2 separate regions of the Mus musculus genome follow, and region 1 is linked to region 2. Evidence: chromatin contacts called from public HiChIP or PLAC-seq data. All regions are on one chromosome and are shown on one strand. The core of a region is the stretch at or near the end of the contact, and the rest is flanking DNA. Distances in the headings are between cores, read along the strand shown.

What was found. HiChIP or PLAC-seq counts read pairs in DNA pulled down with a chosen protein or histone mark.
Region 1: a contact with region 2 is called in an H3K27ac HiChIP or PLAC-seq map of microglia, with 4 times the contacts expected there. The contact joins two enhancer-like sites. A contact is called at or near these places in 5 of 39 promoter capture datasets (the 3T3-L1 cell line, hippocampal neurons, liver and 2 more), 3 of 484 Hi-C or Micro-C datasets (erythroblasts, liver and microglia), 2 of 115 datasets of contacts at active chromatin or transcription factors (embryonic stem cells and microglia) and 3 of 9 other capture datasets (adipose tissue, liver and pancreatic islet).

Annotation. Positions count from the first base shown.
Region 1 is chr10:67,222,301-67,229,508 of GRCm38.p6, forward strand. Jmjd1c (jumonji domain containing 1C) reads left to right here. Exons shown (of 26, transcript NM_207221.3): 9 at 1,709-1,881; 10 at 2,437-4,616. Among named protein-coding and RNA genes, the nearest start is that of Nrbf2, 59 kb to the right of the region's middle. Within about 2 kb of position 4,546, at least 105 of the 459 cell types and tissues checked have an H3K27ac peak or open chromatin away from gene starts, as enhancers often do. A contact at or near this core is called in microglia, where this site is marked.
Region 2 is chr10:67,031,964-67,038,493 of GRCm38.p6, forward strand. It overlaps Reep3 (receptor accessory protein 3), which reads right to left. Exons shown (of 8, transcript NM_178606.5): 4 at 3,922-4,042; 5 at 2,636-2,749. Gm31763 (predicted gene, 31763) reads left to right here. Exons shown (of 7, transcript NR_110511.1): 4 at 4,501-4,680. Among named protein-coding and RNA genes, the nearest start is that of Gm31763, 30 kb to the left of the region's middle. Within about 2 kb of position 4,383, at least 19 of the 459 cell types and tissues checked have an H3K27ac peak or open chromatin away from gene starts, as enhancers often do. A contact at or near this core is called in microglia, where this site is marked.

The DNA of each region.
Region 1 (7,208 bases), core at 3,296-5,795, 190 kb after region 2:
CTTCCAGAATCACAAGTTTATCCTTCTTAATTTTATTTCTGAGATAGGGTCTGGATTCTGTGTGCATCTTTGATTGTGTGCCATTGATCATGTGACTTGAAACTGAATGGAGTTTCTGGTTAAATGATACCAGAATGTAGAAGTTACTTAATGTAAGTGAAGCATACGGTCACTGAGCACAGTTTTCACCCATGTGCCCATTGCAGTCACTCTTCTGGGTCATGGATGTAGGTGGCACTGCACAAAGATAGGACAGGGGCACACGGAAGCCAAGAGTTGGTAAATGGAAAACCTTCTTCCATAATCTCCAGACTCTGAGCCGGGCAGTGGTGGTGCACGCCTTTAGCCTTTAATCCCAGCACTTAGGAGGCAGAAGGCAGACAGATTTCTGTGTTAGAGGCCAGCGTGGTCTACAGAGTGAGTTCCAGGACAGCCAGGGCTACACAGAGAAACCCTGTCTTGAAAAACCAAAAAAAAAAAAAAAGTTCCAAACTCTGCAAAAGAGATAGCAGATTGTTTATCAGACTTTAAAATGTTTTATTCTAGTTAGGTTTTTATTCACTTATATAAAGTTATAATACAAAGGTGTAAACTAAAGTAACATTTTAAGCAAAAAGATCCCGTAACTTCATGTTTGTAATCAGGGTGATCAGATAATATAAGCAGAAGCCACTAGATGAGGAAATGATTTTAAATGCTACTTCATAAGGAAAAAAAAATGTTTCATCATTGTCATTGAATCTTATGTAACTATGGCCTTCTGTCTATGTCATTTTATATTTAATGTTCTCTTGTACATCATTGTGCACTATTCCCTGGTGAGGTTTAGAACTGTAACTTACATTAAGCTATCTCTGTGGTGCGTGCTAACTACTCTTCATTGATGACATGAGTTAAAAGGTTTATTCCTTTTAGTCAAACTAAAGGTGGTTTGAATTTTCCTCCTGTGTGACTCATCCTAATGACAGATTTACAAAGTACACTCTTGAGTTATATTGGGTCACAGTATAGAAAACAGTTTTTAAACATGTAATTAGAGGTACGGGCTTTAACATGTATGCCACTGTCACCATATAAGTACTAGCTTACCAGACACAGCACACTCTTATGGAAAACATAACTTTGTCAATGCTTCCACGCCTCCCTCTCTAGTGGCCTAACGGGGCCTGGCTTACAGAGACAGTCGAACACATTTAGGCCTTAAATGAAGTGATCTGGGAGTTGTGCATATACTCTTACATTACAAAGTTAATTACCCTATGGGAAAAATTGACAGACAAACTTGATTATAATTTTTGCTTCTAGTGGAATAACATGTTAGGTCTAACATTCTGGTTTTGTTGTAAGCACTAATTCTGGTTTTAGGATCATAGGGAATCATAAAATTAGGTCCGTGGGCATTGTTTATACACTTCATATCTGCTTTTAGTGAAGAAATATTTTTAGAAGTTACTATTTTATGTTGATTTGTTTTAAGTTGAATGTAAAAAGACTGTATGATTAATGTTGGTTAAAAGTTGAATATTTCTCACCAGATTCATTTAAAAATACCAGGTTTTATAAATATACTATGGTCAGAAGTCTTGCTATGAAACTTGAGTGCTAGGATTAAGTACATGACAGTCTACCCAGCTCAACAATTTAGGTTTGTGTTTTTCTGTTGTGTTGGTAACTAAAATGTAGGTTTTTTTGGTTTTGTTTCTAATAGAATTCTCCCAGTCCTTGGCTACATCAACCCACTCCTGTGACCTCAGCGGATGGTATTGGATTACTTAGTCACATTCCTGTCAGACCTTCCAGTGCAGAGCCTCATCGACCTCACAAGATTACAGTGCATTCCAGTCCCCCACTGACAAAGACATTAGCAGATCACCACAAAGAGTAAGCTTACCAGTGTTTAACACTTAACACATGCCTTTGGCTTTCGTGGTTTTTTTTTTTTTTTTTTTGGTTTTTTTTTTTTTTTTTTTTGGTTTTTCGAGACAGGGTTTCTCTGTGTAGCCCTGGCTGTCCTGGAACTCACTCTGTAGATCAGGCTGGCCTCAAACTCAGAAATCCGCCTGCCTCTGCCTCCTAAGTGCTGGGATTAAAGGCATGCGCCACCACGCCCGGCTCATGATTTTCTCAATCCACTTTTTAAATAGTTTATTTAAAATTGGTGTCAAATCCAGACTGAAGATTCTTTTCTTTTCCTTGTGTTTTGCCTTGTTGAGTCAGTCTGCTATTGAACTCATTGCAATCCTCCTGCCTCAGCCTTCCAAGTAATGGCAATAATAGGTATAAGTCACTACATGTGGATATGTTCTTTTCACACTGGTATATCTTCCAATTTTAAATACTATCAAAACTGTTTGCTTTCATAACAGAATAACATTTCATAAAAATCATTTTGTATGGAAAAGTGATTACAGGAATCTTTGTGTATTTTCTTTGTAGAGAATTGGAGAGGAAAGCTTTTATGGAACCATTACGGTCTAATGCATCCACATCAGTAAAAGGTGACCTGGATCTTAATAGGTCACAGGCAGGAAAAGATTGTCACTTGCATAGGCATTTTGTGGGTCCAAGGCCACCCCAGGAGACTGGAGAGAGACTGAACAAATACAAGGAGGAACATCGTCGGATTCTTCAGGAGAGTATTGATGTGGCTCCATTTACAACCAAAATCAAGGGTCATGAGGTTGAAAGAGAGAATTACTCCAGAGTAGTACCATCATCTTCTAGTCCTAAAAGCCATGCTATCAAACAAGATAAAGACGTAGACCGCTCCGTGTCAGAGATTTATAAGATGAAGCACTCAGTGCCTCAGAGTTTGCCCCAGAGTAACTACTTCACTACTTTATCTAATAGTGTGGTCAATGAGCCACCAAGATCCTACCCATCCAAAGAAGTTTCCAACATTTACACTGAGAAACAAAATAATAACCTTTCTGCAACAGCCAATCCTCAAACTCATTCTTTTATATCATCTCTTTCGAAGCCTCCACCTTTGATTAAACACCAACCAGAAAGTGAAAGTTTAGTGGGCAAGATACCAGACCATCTTCCCCATCAGAGTGCATCTCACTCAGTAACAACGTTCAGAAGTGATTGTCGGAGCCCTACCCATCTGACTGTTTCTTCTACTAATGCACTCCGCAGCATGCCTGCTCTGCACAGGGCACCAGTATTCCATCCACCAATCCACCACAGTTTGGAAAGAAAGGAAAGCAGCTACAGTAGCCTTTCCCCTCCAACACTGACACCGGTGATGCCAGTAAATGCTGGTGGCAAAGTTCAAGAATCTCAGAAGCCTCCAACTCTAATTCCTGAGCCAAAAGACTCTCAGTCAAATTTTAAGAATTCTTCTGATCAGAGTCTAACGGAAATGTGGAGATCTAATAACAACCTCAACAGAGAGAAAGCTGAGTGGCCCGTGGAAAAGAGTAGTGGAAAGTCCCAGGCTGCTGTGGCATCTGTCATTGTTCGTCCACCTTCTAGTACAAAAGTTGATAGTGTGCCATCTGTACCATTAGCTTCCAAAGATCGAGTTTGTGAAAGATCTTCATCTGGGGCAAATAAAACAGATTACCTCAAACCAGAAGCCGGAGAGACTGGAAGAATTATTCTACCAAATGTGAATTTAGAAAGTGCTCATGTGAAATCTGAAAAAAACTTTGAAGCTGTCTCCCAGGGCAACGTTCCTGTTTCAGTCATGTCTGCTGTAAATGTAGTCTCTACTACCAAAGCAGATGTGTTCACATCTGCTGCCACTACCACCAGTGTCTCCAGCTTGAGTAGTGCAGAAACAAGTTATTCTTTATCAAATACCATTTCGGCCTCTACACCCTTCGAATGTACTTCTTCAAAAAGTGTTGTTAGTCAGGCAGTGGCGCAAGCAAAGGACTGCACAGTCAGCACCGCGGTTCCAGGCACTCTGGCCTGTAGTAAGACAGGAAGTGCTGTTCAGCCCGGCTCTGGCTTCTCAGGCACAACTGATTTTATTCATTTAAAAAAGCACAAGGCAGCGTTGGCTGCAGCTCAGTTTAAAAATAGTAGTGTCAGTGAGGCTGAACTTAATACTGTGAGAAATCAGACAGTGGCAGCCTCTCTTCCCCTGGATAGCACCATGACCTGCACTGCAAGTAACAAAGCAATCTCTGTAGGAAATGGGCCAGCAGCCCAGTCCAGTCAGCCCAACTACCACACTAAACTGAAGAAGGCCTGGCTCACCAGACATTCAGAAGAAGATAAAAATACTAATAAAATGGAAAATTCAGGGAATTCTGTATCCGAAATTATTAAGCCATGTTCTGTCAACTTAATAGCCTCTACATCTAATGATATAGAAAATCGTGCAGATGGCAGAGTCGCTGTAGATAAATATGGAAGAGATGAGAAAGTCAGCAGGAGAAAAGCCAAAAGAACTTACGAATCTGGCTCTGAAAGTGGAGACTCAGATGAGAGCGAAAGCAAGTCGGAGCAGAGGACTAAACGGCAGCCGAAGCCAACTTATAAAAAGAAGCAGAACGACCTGCAGAAGAGGAAAGGCGAGGTCGAAGAGGACTCGAAGCCTAATGGAGTTCTCAGCAGGAGCGCCAAGGACAAAAGTAAACTGAAGTTGCAGAACAGTAATAGCGGTGAGTAAATACATTGATTTATCGCAAATAAAATGGGCCACGGGTCCTCGCAGTAAGGATGTGGCTCCATGGGATGTAGTTGTGAATTTCCTTTCTGCCTTTCCTGTCTCCCCACAAGAGGAAAAGATTAGATCCCCGATCTTGAGAGATGTTTTCACCTGACATTTGTTGTAGGAAAGACAGTACAGTGTGAAGTTTAGAAATTGATCTTTTCCTAGAAATGTCAAAATACAGCTTTGATTATTACACCAGAAAAGAACTGTACTTCTGATACTAAAGTATTTAGCTGAGACCTGATCTCATTCGAGAAGTAGTTCCTGTTTAGCTGTAAGCACAGTACTGAGGAGCAGTGTGATGTGGTCCGTCTCACCCTAACCATGTAACAAAGCTGGGAGTTTAGGGAGATTTCCTAAATCATTTTTGCTTAAATTTACTTTATGAGCTGAAATTGTGACCGAATTTTAGAATGTTTACAATATACTTGTTGATGTATACACTAGTGAGTCCCCTACACTCTATAATTAATTTCTGTATCCCAAAGTGCATTTATGGTGTTGACATTGAGAAATCAAGGGTTCGCATGTATTTATGTGACTTTAATGTCTTGCTCCCGAGTTCTCTTCACTAGGGCAGCTGTTTTTGAATTTGTTAACCAAGATCTAGGTCTTCAAGGCTCTCACTGTATAAAAGGAGCGGTGTTAGGTAATGTATGTTAGTAGGGTTTTATTCACAGACCTATACATTTTAGATACATTGCCAATAAATTAGACAGTTTGAATTAAAGGATGATGCCTTATTTAAAGCAGATAGTATTATTAAATTACTAGAAGAAATTTACTAATATCAAGTATGGCCTAGTATAGAAGAATTAATAGTATCAAAAGCCCTTCAATAAGTTACCTTTGTAATTCATTCACTTCTTTAAAAAAAAAAAAAAAACCCTTCAGAAGTGCCTATTTTGTTATCACATAATTAAGAATTGGTTTCACGTATATCATTTTGAAAAATTCATAGTACTTTTTAAGTTATTACAATCCGTGTTATGAAGTTTCACATTCTAAACTGCTCCCATCATATAGAATTAAAAGTATATTGGTCAAAGTTAATTCCCAGTTTAAAAGAAATAGAAACAGGATTGCATTTAGTTTTCTCTAGTGTAATCAATTTAGAAGTAAATGATTGAAGAAAGTGTGCGAAATAATGTCTCATCAGTGGTGTGATATGTGTTGTTCATTCTAACACCCTTTAATAAAGTCCAGAGGAAAGATCTCTTGTATGCATTGGAAAAGAAGCGCCTTTTCATTAGTTTATGTGCATGGGTGTTTTCCTGCTTGAATTAAGTGTGCATTATGTGTATGTCTGGTGCCGTGGAGGCCAGAAAATAGCATTAGATCTCCAGGGGCTGGAATTGAAGTTATAGGCATTGGGGATTGAACCTTGGTCTTCTGGAAGAGCAGCCAGTGGTATTGACTAGAAAGCCATCTCTGCAACCCTAGAAACATCTTTATACCAGTCGTTATGCCATAACTGGCATGTGCTGTGTGCCTGAGCATATGTGATTACTGGGTGGTCTCTAGCCCATGATAAAGACTAAAAAGGAGGGAACAATTGTAAAGAATAAAGAAGCAGGCAGCAATCCTAAATATATTTTAGTCTATAATATATTTTATATTTTAATCTAGCCCTAAACAATACTACCTATTGGAGAGTGGTGTGTGTGCACGTCTGTGTGTGTATGTGTGATTATACTACTCACACTATCAATAACTAGGTATTAGTGGGAAATCTGGATAGGAATTCTGTTCTCAGCTTTGGTAAGATATATTTGGTTTCAGAACCTGTGTGTCTTTGATACAATTGGAAAGGATTTGAAAGGAAGGACAGCAAATATTTATTCTTGAGTTACAAATAGTGGGCTGTACATCAAATCTCTGTGATTGAGAGGATGGTAAAAGACACAGGGTAAGGAAGTACATCTGCTGGCTGCGGAGCTCGTTCTTAAACGAATACCTTTTAGGTATTTAGGTGGAAGTGCAGTTATCTGTATGCTTTGTTGACTCTCCTGGCCTACAGGTTGCTCCTGGTACACAGATGACTTTACTAATGTTGTTTCCCTTGTTGGTTCATGCTAAGGACCAGTTATGAAACAGTGGGACTGAATATGGAGAATGAATTTATCTTTTTGCCTACAAATCTTAGAGCATAGTCCATTTGAGAGATTGTATTTCCTTACACACTGGACAAAGTATCTCTTGTGTGTTTGCAAAGATTAAAGATCGCCCTCAGAACACTTGGGCTTTCCGGACATTTATAATGAGGAGCAGTTGATTGCTTTGAGTTTGCTTTTCTATCACTTCCTTCAACAAAATGCCCCAATTAATATTGTAGACCCTCCCTCCCTCCCTTTCTTCACAACCCTTTTAATTTTGTAAAAGATACAGTTCCCATCAATATATCGATGTTGTCTACTAGGTTCTTGTCATAAGAGGAAGATGATGATTGTTTTTGGTGGTGGTAGTGGGTTTTGAGACGTTTTCACTAGATATCCCAGGCTGGCCTTAAACATGTGCTCATTCTTCTACTTCAGTT
Region 2 (6,530 bases), core at 3,133-5,632:
TTTTCCTTCTTTTCTCTTTTCCCCTCTTTTAAACGTTGACAGAACATATCCACCCCGACAAAGTATGTGCAGTCACTACATGTTATGAGTTTTCTTGTATAATATATAAAAAAAAATTTGAGCCGGGCAGAGGTGGCGCATGCCTTTAATCCCAGCACTTGGGAAGCAGAGGCAAGCGGATTTCTGAGTTCGAGGCCAACCTGGTCTAAGTGAGTTCCAGGTCAGCCAGGGCTACACAGAGAAACCCTGTCTCGAAAAACAAAAGCAAAAACAACCAAAAAAAATTTTTTTTACTCTTTGATTATTTTAAGTTCACACCTGATTGACAGGCTTGCCTATCATAGAACTTGAGCCCGACCCACACGATGGCATCTTGGGTGATGTCATCATGGGTGACGGCACACCGGCTTCGTGATTCCACTGTCACTAATTAGAAACTTACTGCTGTTCTGATGCTAAGTCATTTGAACATGATTGTGCTTTTAGTGTCTGACGTGGAAGAATTCTAGCTTCCTTGTTGGTGTTTGGAGGCAGTGGTTGGGATGGGGGTGGCGCTGCTCAGAGATGGTCATTCTTTCCCCATGGTGCTGGGTGAGATACGGGCCCCTTGACCTGGAGGCTCACTGCCCTGAACATACTGTAGGACTTATTTTTCTTTGATGATCACGTAGGTCCTCTCCTTTCACAGGGTCTGACTGTGAAAGATGATTTATTTCCTGGGTGGTCTTTTTGGTGGACGTGTGATCAGCAATGTATTTTCATTAAGCAAGAAACAAAACCCAAAAAGCTTCAATAAGCTCAAAATGTTGCTGTGTTAGTGTTTATCCATCTATTTTAAAGAAAGAAACCCCCACAAACCCAGTAAGAGGAAAACTATACAATAGTAAGCATTGCAACATAAGACTATAATCAATAACCATTATCAATATAGTTATCTACATATTGAATCTCCACTTAGCCCTCACTGCGATGCTGCTAAGAACAGCATGTGGATTTCTCGCTTTTTGATGATATTAACTCTGACAGGTGAGCCAAAGGTCTCTCTGTGCACGGAAAGCGCCCTCAGGTAACATCACTCTTTTGCTGCTGCAATTTCATCGCTGCTTAGCTGAACTATATCTTTCCATTGCATAGGTGAGTTAAAAACAGTCTGACCTGCTCTGTAGAGATGGCTCAGCAGTTAAGAGCACTTGCTGCTGCTCTTGTAGACGACCCAGTTTCAGTTCCCAGCATCCACATTAGGAGGCTCACAGCTGTCTGTAACTCTAGCTCCAGGGAATCCTACACTTCTGGTCTCCATTGGCATACCCACGCTCACGTGCATACCCATGCAAACACACAGAGACACGCAGACTCACAGTCACAGAGACACACGCACAGACAGACACACACAAGATTCTAGTCTTCTTGGGCACCTGTGCTCACAATGCATACCCACACAAACACAGATACACACAAACAGAGACAAGCTTCTAGTCTCCAAGGGGAACCTGTACTCACATGCATACACACACAAACACAGACACACAGACACACCAGACACACACACAGACACACACACACAGACACACACACACACACACACACACACACACACGGTAAAAATAAATCTTAAAACAACAAGAAACAATGAAAGGGCTTGACGGAAAGCAGAACACTAGTACCCCCATCTTATTTCATATTAGTAAACCATTTGCATGATGTTAAGATTCCCGGGTTCCCACTATGAGCAAGTGCTGCGCCATCAGGTACCTCACAGACACATCACCCTCACACCCTCCTTTTAGACACAAAGCTCCCCAGGCACACATAAATTAGCAAATTGCTCATGGTAACATCAAAGGTCACAGCCAGCACTGTGAAGTCCGCTCTTTTTTCTTTTTCCCCACACACCACACACTAAAATCAGTTATGCTGTGCTACTGAAAATGAGCCACACCAATTACTCCATGCAAAGGAATCTGAAAGCCAGAATGTGAGTTTCCAGAGAAGGCACTCCATCGGTTACTCGGCTCGAAAGAAGAGCTATGGCGTTAGAGGCTTGCTGAGTAAACACCCAGTTCTGAGAACACACTTTTCACATGCTTTCTTCTGAATCAACAGTTACCTCAAATTGGTGGAAGTAGAGGTGTAAAAGCAAGCAAGAAATCCTAGCAAGGCAGTGCAAGAGAGAGAGGGAGAGAGAGAGAGGGAGGAAGAGAGGGAGAGAGAGAGAGAGAAACATCAAAGATACAGAGATACTTAAGGTGACTCATCAAAACTATGCAAGGTTAAAAGTATAGCTCTGGCTGTCCTGGAACTCACTTTGTAGACCAGGCTGGCCTCGAACTCAGAAATCCGCCTGCCTCTGCCTCCCAAGTGCTGGGATTAAAGGCATGCGCCAACACACCCAGCCTGCAGGTATGTTTTATTAGCTACTTCTAATGTCATAATCACTAAGAGGTTTGGATTCCCAAGTAGGACAGAAAATGAAGTGTTAAAATATCATTAAAATCACCTACTTGTTTATTTCATTGTTAGAATAAATATGAAACGAAATTCTGTCATAGCTTTATAATGATCTAAAATAAAACTAGCTGCCTCTCTGCATCTGCTGACAAGGAGACCCTGGCTAAACAGACAAAGGCAAACTTACCTTCACTGCTGCAGTGACGGCGGCTGCAGCTGCTAAATTCAAACCTTGCCGTCCAAAATTCACCATTGTCTCATAGCCTCTTTCTTTGGCTTGGACAATATAATCATCAATTTCCTGGGGGCAGAAAAATTAACAGTAAAACTAGGTGTGGTAGCACACCCCTGAGATCCCTATAGGGAGGTATGGTCAGTTAGAGCAGAAGTTCAAGGTTATCTTTAGCTACTTAGTAAGTTCAAAGCCAGCTTGGGCTACAGGAGGCCCTGAGGGGGGAAAAATAAATAAATTAAGCTGGGTGTGGTAGTGCAAGCCATAAGCCCAGCACTGTGGATGGTCAGATCTTTGTGATCTTTGTGTAAATTGGAGGCCAGCCTGATCTACATAGGATGTTCTAGACTAGCCAGGACTATACAGTGAGATCTTGTCTTTTTTTTTTTTTTTTTTTTTTTTTTTTTTTTAAGACAGGGTTTCTCCGTGTAGCCCTGGGCTGTCCTGGAACTCACTCTGTAGACCAGGCTGACCTCGAACTCAGAAATCTGCCTGCCTCTGCCTCCCAAGTGTTGGGATTAAAGGCTTATGCCATCAATGCCCTGCAAGATCTTGTCTTTTTTTTTTTTTTTTAATTTTATTAGGTATTTTCCTCATTTACATTTCCAATGCTATCCCAAAAGTCCCCCATACCCTCCCTCCACTCCCCTACCCACCCACTCCCACTTTTTGGCCCTGGCATTCCCCTGTACTGGGGCATATAAAGTTTGCAAGTCCATTGGGCCTCTCTTTCCAGTGATGGCCGACTAGGCCATCTTTTGATACATATGCAGCTAGAGTCAAGAGCTCCGGGGTACTGGTTAGTTCATATTGTTGTTCCACCTATAGGGTTGCAGATCCCTTTAGCTCCTTGGGTACTTTCTCTAGCTCCTCCATTGGGGGCCCTGTGATCCATCCAATAGCTGACTGTGAGCATCCACTTCTGTGTTTGCTAGGCCCCGGCAAGATCTTGTCTTAAAAACAAAAACTGGCTAAGAATAACAACAACACACCAATAGATGTTAGTTTATTCAGGTTTTATGAGACAGGGTCTTACTATGTAGTCCTGGCTAGCTTGGTATTGGATATGTAGACCAGGCTATCCTCCAACTCAGAGATCTACCTGCCTCTGCCTCCGGAGGTGTGCACCACTTCCCCCTGTTAGTTTTATTTAGAATAACGTTAAGAAGCCTCTGGATGTTACGCATGCTGACACACACTACTTAAAGACAGTGGGGAAGTAACCCGTACATCTCACTTACCCTTTCCTTTGATGACAGCAGGGGATGAAGGAACTTTCTATAGATTAAACTCGCCCCTCTAGTGTAGGGCGACAGCAGCCAAATGACGAAGGCAATCTTCAGCTCATAGTACAGGGGAAACCTAGCAAGAAGAAACCAAACCAAGAAGCAAGGCTTGCTAAGAGACAAAATAACAAGTAACAAGGAAATGGCAAAGTGTCTGTTTCCAGTGGGACAGCACCTATACTGACTCCGGTGGCTCAGAAAGGACAAACTGCTATCTAGACACTGCAGCTCTGGACAGCCACAGAAGTACGTGACAGACCCACCGACCCCAGGGGACAACTCCATCTGTCCCTCAGCTTTCTCAGAACTCCCTGATAATTTTCTCTCCAAGTTTCAGCTGCAGAAGGACAGTGTGGGAAGTACCACTAAGGGAGACTGGCAGCCAATTAAGTGCCTTTCCTGTCTGTGTGTGGAGTTACTTCCCCAACCCTGAATCATGCAAACTGACTGGCTAACACTAGTGAATGTGGCAGAGACAACGTAAGTCTTAACTGCTCTCTGATTCTTCCGATCCCCCCAACCTCTTGCTTTAAGCTTCTACCATGGAAATCCTTTCTTCTGCCTTGGTTCTGAAGCTTAATGGAGCCGAGGCCAACACTGCTGCAATCAAATACCTGCCTTGGGGACGCTTAGGAAGACATCGGCGTCTGCTGTTCTAACCTACTGTGCTTCACAGGGCTGCCTGCTGCCACACTGAGAGCTAAGTCACACAGGGTGAGAGAACCACGGGGCACCAGGATACAAAGAGCCCCAAGTCTGAGTTCTTGTGGTAAGGCAGACGGCCAGGATCAGTGAGGAGCAATAAGCGCACAGTCAGCAAAGATTCTCTGCCTCAGTGCACCTTAATGGAGGGCATGGACTCTCACTATTGAAAAACACAGAATAAGCCCCAACCACTGCGTGTGAGCATGCAGGTGTGTACGACATATGGCAGGGTGTGAGCCCCCATGGCACATGTGCGGAGATCAGAGGACAACTTTCAGGAGTCGGCCCTCTCCATCCAGATGGAACTCTGGTTGTAAGACATGCTTGGAAGGCATCTGGCCAGAATAAACTGTCTGCCCAGACCAGCTTTTAACATCCAACACTTTCTATATTTTCCAATAATGAACATAAGCTATATTTGAAATTAGAAAAAAAAAAAAAGAAGTCTTAAAAAAAAAAAGGACTGTCTGGGCTGGGTGGGGATACAGCTCAGTTGGTAAAGGGTTTGCCTACTGACATTTGAAAATCTGATACCTAGCAATGTGCTAACAAACTAACACGCATAGTGGCACATGTCTGTAATCTTAGCACTTAGAAGGTAGGGGCAGCAAGATCAGGAGTTCAAGGTCAGACTTGGCCATATGAAATCATGTCTCAAAATAGATGAATAAATAAAGAGGGGAAGGAAGGAAGGAAGGGAGGGAGGGAGGGAGGGTGGGCTTTAATCCCTGAAATGGTTGAGAATCTTTCGTCTGTCCTTCAAAACCAAGAGAAAATCCCCCTCCATCTACTCCAAAATCAACAAAGAAAGGAATAGGGATGGAGGGAGGGAAACGTGTATGTTGTGTGTGTGTGTGCACACACGCACACATGTGACACTCGTGCCTGCCTGTAGGTCGGTCCCCTAGAATTCAAATCACAGTGAATGGAACCATTTCTTCAGCGTTAAGGAGAACATTTCAAATGAGAAAAGAAAAATGGAGGAGGGTGAAGTCTGGCTCTGAGTATATACTAAGCATGTAGGGAGTCCTGGGTGAGGAGAGAGAGGAGGAGGCAGGGAGAGGAAGAAGATAGGGTCAAGGAAGAGAGGGAGACAGACGAGGAAAGCTGGGAGGGAGGCAGGGAGAGAGAGAGAGAGGGGGAAGCGGGAGGGGGGTTACGGAAGGAGAGACGAAGAGATTGCCAAGCACTAACTCATAAATGAGGACAGGTTAAGAACGTTTAAGTCTGGCCAGGTGTGACAAGCCCTGCATTTAATCTCAGCACTCAGGAGTCAGATGCAGGCAGAGCTCTGTGATTTCGAGGCTGCCCCCAGCAATTCCAGGAGACTTTGTCTCAGGAAAAAAAAAAAAAAAAAAAAGACTATTGAAGTCTGATGGTGTATATTTTTCCTCTATGTGACAACATGATGGAATGTTCTAAGAGAATGAGACCAGAAATGATGTGAAGCAGATACAGGAAGGAATAGAAAGGGACCACAGAGTTCAAGTGGTCACTCATAGGTACTGCAGTCTGATTATCTATCTATCTATCTATCTATCCATCCATCCATCTATCATCTATGTATCATCTATCTCTATCAATCAGTCTATCTATCATCTATCTATGTATCATCTATCAAGCCATGTATCAATCTCTGTATCTATCTCTGTATCTCTCTCTCTCTTTCTCTCTCTGCATCCATTTGCATTAGTAGCCCAGGTAAAGAAAAGATAGCTTGGTTAATTTCAGTTCCAGTCTACGATGCATGGTAAGTGGAAACACAGGCAAAGTTTTGTTTTTAATAAGAAGACTTGTAGTGAGAACTTATAAGAAAATATGTTTATTTTAATCCCAGGTGTGAGATCTGGGGTTACTTC